Linked DNA regions of Macaca mulatta: region 2 is linked to region 1. A link is a contact called in public Hi-C data. All regions are on one chromosome and are shown on one strand. The core of a region is the stretch at or near the end of the contact, and the rest is flanking DNA. Distances in the headings are between cores, read along the strand shown.

Region 1 (2,702 bases), core at 96-2,595:
GCAAAACTCCATCTCAAAACAAAACAAAACAAAAAAATATATGGTCCATCTGGGCCAGTGATCCCACAGGATATAAATGCTATGCAGAGATGCTGTAGCCTGGGATAGCAGGTAGGGGCTGTGGCTCAGAAGGGGACCTCCTAACTCTATCCTTCTGTACAGCCAAAGTTTGAGTCCCAGCTCAGCCCCTTACAAACTGGATGACCTCTGTGAGCCTCAGTTTCCCTTTCTGCAAAATGGAGACAGTCAAGATGTAATCAGCTCATTCAAAAAGTGCTGGAATAAATAACCAGATCAAGGAAGGCTGGAGGGGGTGGGGGCAGTGACCCTCCTCCTAATTACACACACCTGTTAAGCAGGTGTCTGGTTTCTTCCCTCTTCCCTGAATCTCCAGGATCAGCCTCAACCTCCCTTCAACAGCCACAAAACACCTGTGTGCACCTTTGCGGGATTTCTCACTCTGACCCCTCCAGACAGCAGGTCAAAATGACACCCCCTATTCCCTGACTCTGAGGCCCCAGCGGAAGTTTGCGCCCCACGTGGCCCCGAGGCGGAGTCTCAGAGAGGAGGAACAGTTGGTTTGGGGGTTGGGGGGAGTCGGTGACAGCGGGGGCCCTGACTCACCAACAAACAGCCCCGGCACAAAACACAAAAGGTTTCCGCTGAAGACAGTCCCTGGGACAGCTGGGAGAGCCCCAGCGCCCGAGGTCCCCGGACTCCCACCTGTCCCTGCCTTGGGGGAGCAGCCCCCCACGAGCGCAGGGCGCGGCGAGCAGTGACTGGGAGGTTCATTTGTCACTGGGACACTTCCTGCCCGCAAATCGGCCTTTGTCCCCTGGGGCCGGGGGTTGGGGGGGCGGTGTGGGGACAGGCCGGACCTCGGAAGGGGCAGGGAGGAAGGGTCCAGTCCAGCCCGCAGGCCAGACAGAGCAGGCAGGTGCCAGGAGGGTCACCATCCCTACCTTGGAAGGAAAGGACGCCAGGGGGACCTGCGCGGCGCCGGGCATTTGCCCGGCCCCCCAATCCCCGCGCCTGACTGCCCTGACTCCCGACCCTGGGACCCCCGAGGCTCCTCCTCTTCCACTTTCCAGGAAGCCTGGGCTGCGCAGGGCTCCCGCGGGCGATGACACCTTCCAAATCTGGGAGGACTTCCAGCACCTGCCCCGCCCGGCCCCGCAGTCCCGGAGCCGCCCCGGCCGCTGCCGCTACAGCCCCCATCAGCCAGCGTACCCGTCACTACCACCGCCTTCCTCGGCTGCTCCATGGCGGGACTGGGCTGCGCCTCGGACCCGCTTCTGTTCCGACTGGCGCGACAGCTGCAGCCGCGGTAGCCTCGCAGCCGCGGTAGCCTCACAGCCCCGCAAGGCCACGCCCCTCCACGCCCCCTTCCACGCCCCCGGTCAGGCGCTAGGCGTGCGCGCCCGCGGGCCCGAGACGCAGCGTGCGCGCCCTGCGCTCTGCCTCCGACACTGAACCCAGCCCCCGACGGCTATCACCATCCTCCCCAACCTCCGTTTCCCCGTCTGCAAAATGGGAACATCTTATGCCGTAGGGTGTACGCACTGAGTCAGGTGCTGGGGACGAGCCGGTCCTTTATTCTATAAGAGTTCATTGAGGGCCTGCCCTATGCATGCATACTGCCCAGAATTAGGGAGGGGAGTCCCCGCGAGCAAGGCCTGTTTTCCAGATAAGGAAACTGAGGCACAGATTGCCACTTCCCCGAGGCCACTCACCTCGAGGGGTCACAGGAGCGGCATTCAGGCCAGGGAGTTGGCGGGGGTAGGGGAGGACGGAGTAAAAAAGGAAAAACACGGCAACCACATTTGTGTGGTGCCAGAAGGTTCTCTGCAGGACCCCATGGTCCTAGGAGGCTAATGGGGGAGGGCGATTGCACCTCCTGTTCCCTCCGCCGGAGCACACCCCGCAGGTACCTGCGAAGCTGGCCGCCTTCAGCCCTCAGCTCCAGTGTTCCAATGTCGCCTTCTCCCAGGCGCCCTCCTCTCCCTGGCTGTCACCTCCTCTGAGGGGTGAACTGTCACTTTCTCCTTGGGGCCTTCTCTGGCTGTCACTTCCCTGCTATCCTATTACCTCCTCTGAGGGTTCCTTCTGGCCCTCCCTGGCTGAAATGACCCCACTGCTACCCCCTAGTATTTCCATCTTATTCCCTGGTTCCATCCTCTTTAGAGCAATAAAGCTCAGAAATTATTTCCTTTCTCTCTCTCTATTTTATTTATTTTATTTTATTTTATTTTATTTTATTTTTTTGGAGACAGGGTCTCTGTTACCCAGGCTGGAGTGCAGTGGCACAATCATAGCTCACTACAACCTTGACCTCCAGGGTTCAACTGATCCTCACACCTCAGCCTTCTGAGTAGCTGGGACTACAGGTGTGTGGCACCACACCCAGCTAATTTTTGTAGAGTCGGGAGTTTCACTATGTTGCACAGGCTGGTCTCGAACTCCTGAGCTCAAGCAATCTGCCCCGTTGGCCTCCCAAAAGTGCTGGGATTACAGGTGTGGACCAGCACGCCTGGCCAGTAATCATTTTTAATTTTTTTTAACTTTTAAGTTATGGGGCACATGTGCAGGTTATATAGATAAACTCGTGTCATGGGGGTTTGTTGTACAGATTATTTAGTCCCCCAGGTATTATTAAGCAGAAATTATTTATGTATTTATTTATTTGAGACGTAGTTTCACTC
Region 2 (2,702 bases), core at 59-2,558, 86 kb before region 1:
CCAAATTGTACACCCAGCCACACACATTTGCAGCGACACTTAACATAGCGCTTTACACAACAAAAGTATACCCCGCTGCTGGAACGACTGCGGATAGCCCCATAAAGCCTCAGGCAGTGACACTGGGTGTCTCACCCTGCAGAGCTACCCACACTCAGCACGGGTGGGAACCACCGCACACACAGCCCGCCCAGCGACACACATACACTGCCACACACCCAGCTCACAGTGGCCGTCCTGGAACAACTAAACACAGGCCACCGCACGCAGGCACCCAGCCTCACGCAGAAGCACGCTTATGCAAGGCCATGCCACAGCTTCCAACAGCCGTGGACAGAGCCCACGCCGTTAACTCACAGTCACCTTGGGGCGCACTATTGCGGCCTCCTGAGAACCACACCCTACCTAGCTCCAGAGTCACAGGGCCTGCGGGCACTCAGCCTCCCGCCCGAAGTCACACAACACAGACACAATCCAGACACACAGAAACAAAGTTCCTATAATACCCAGGTTGTGGGAGCCACCCGGCACCACCCTCAAATAACACCCGGTTACAATACTAGGTGCTGGGTTTGGGCTTCTCTGCCTCGGTGCTGTGAGCTGTAAATGGGATGCATCCCACCTTTGTCTGCGGGAGTCAGGGTGCAGGCAGTGGGTGCCCTTTTCCCCTTCTAGGACCCTTCATCCCCCCACCAAGGGTGTTCAGAGAGAGTGGGGGCGGATACTGAGGCAGGGACCCCCGCAGGGCACGGGTGTCCGCGTACCAATGGGTCGTGTGTGGACAGGCAGGGTACGGGAAGGCGGTGCAGTTGACTCTAGGTCTAGATGTTTCTGTGTTTGCCACGGCTATTCCTTTTTTTTTCTATGTGTGTGCTAACACGCGGCTCCTGTGTGAGTGCACGTGTGCATCCTTGTGCGTGGGGAGCTGGCAAACACCCAGTAAGTGATCGCTGTCTCGGCGACTGTCCCTGGGTGCGCGGTGGCAGTTATGGGTCCGAGTCGGGCCAAGCTGCCCAGTGAGGTTGTGTGCACAAATGTGTGCCGAATGTGCACGTGTGTGCCTCCGCGCGTGGGTAGGCCGCCAGCTCCCTGGGAACTGTGTGTGGCTGTGCGGTCATGTTTCGTGTGTGTGTTTGTGTGTGAATGTGTGGACGTCTCTCGCTGCCAGCTGACCCCCAGATGCCTCCCCGATAGAGGCCGGCCCCCCAGTACGTGAGAACCCTTCCGCCCCCACCCCAAGCCTTCTGGCCGGCGGGAAGTCGGGAGCCGCTGGGGCTCCAGACCCGCGGAGAGGAAGGGAAGGGCAGGGCCGGCCCCAGCCCCGCCTCCTCCCCGAGGGGCCTCGGCGCGGGAGGGGGGACGCCAGCCCTTCTCACTTCCTGTCCAGCCGGCCGCCCCCTCCCCCAGCTTCCTCTCCAGCGGGCCTCCGGGCCCCGGCTGCGGTAAGGAGGGGCTCGCACAATTCCGCAGGGCCTCGGGCTGGCGACGGCCCGGAGCCTGGGGGGCCACGGGAAGCATGGGCTTCGGCGTCCAGGTCACTCTCATCCTAAAGACCGCCCCCACCACTGCCCACCCAGCGCCTACCCCTAATGAAGCACAGAGAGGGTGTGGCTCACCCAAAGTCACACAGAGCCTTGGTGTCAGTCGGGGCTCCCAGGCCCGGCAGATGCCCCTCCTGGCACCCCGAATTTAACCTCCCAAAGCTCCGTGGCTCACCAGGGCCCCGTGTGCCCCGGTGGGGTCCCTCGCCCCGTGAGCCACGGTTCCTTGGGCCAATGTGAGTCTTCACCCCATTAAACATGCATTGAGCGCCTTCTGTGTGCTGGGCTCCGGAGACCCAGCCGGTACACGTTGCTGCCTTTTAGAGCCCAGAATCTGATGGGGGAGGTGGACAGTCAAAAGCTGGCGAGTCAGTTGGGGCAATTTCAGGGAGTGCCACGTGCGTAAGAGGGAGGGGACCCCTGGTGACAGGACGGGCGACGGCAGGGTCGGCCGGGCTCCCGGGGGAGGGCGGAGGCGGAGGGAGGGAGGGAAGGAGGGAGGGAGGCGGAGGCGCCGGCGGCCCAGAGAGTTGCGATGGGGGAGGCGCGGAGGGCGGGAGCGAGGAGCGCGGTTCTCATGGCAACTGGGAAGGATCTCCAAACACAGCCTGGGCGCCGGCGGGAAAGTGCGAGGGTAGCGGGCCCTGGGTCCCACGCGGCGTCGGGGAGGCTGAGCCGCGCTCACTCCCAACCAGGGCGCACGCCTTGCGGGGGCAGAACCGGCAGAAAGGGCCCCCTCACCCACGCAAAGGCCGGGCAGGGCGGGGAGGAAAAATTAATAACGGGGAGGGGGGGTGGATTTGAAAGACCTCGAAGTGGAATATTCAGACTGTAGTCACAGCAAGTGCTTAGGCCCTGAGGTGGGCACATGGCGAAGGCGCTGGAGGCAGGAGGCAGGGCCAGGAGGCAACCGTGGCAGGAGCAGTGGGAAGAAGAGGGGGATGATAGCAGGGAACGCAGAGAGCTAGACCACGCCCAGCGGGGAGGGGGTGAGATTTTTTTCTAAGAGCAATAGGGAGCCATGGAAGGGTGTGGAACGGCGAGAAGAGGATGGGATTTTAAGAAGCTCCATGGGAGGTCGCACATGGTGGCAGCGTGTGCCTGTAGTCCCAGCACTTCGGAGGCCGAGACGGGAGGATGGCTTGAACCCAGCAGGTGAAG

Evidence for each region. Hi-C and Micro-C count contacts between places; a contact is called where the count stands out from the background.
Region 2: a contact with region 1 is called in a Hi-C map of fetal cortex germinal zone, with 2.6 times the contacts expected there. The contact joins the promoter of LRRC25 here to the promoter of PGPEP1 in region 1. A contact is called at or near these places in 3 of 14 Hi-C or Micro-C datasets (cortical neurons, fetal cortex germinal zone and liver).

The regions. Positions count from the first base shown.
Region 1 is chr19:18,874,994-18,877,695 of T2T-MMU8v2.0, reverse strand. PGPEP1 (pyroglutamyl-peptidase I) reads right to left here and starts at 1,345. Exons shown (of 5, transcript NM_001260688.1): 1 at 1,231-1,345. The coding sequence starts at 1,264.
Region 2 is chr19:18,960,681-18,963,382 of T2T-MMU8v2.0, reverse strand. LRRC25 (leucine rich repeat containing 25) reads left to right here and starts at 1,308. Exons shown (of 6, transcript XM_077978481.1): 1 at 1,308-1,442. It also overlaps a transcript of SSBP4 not described here.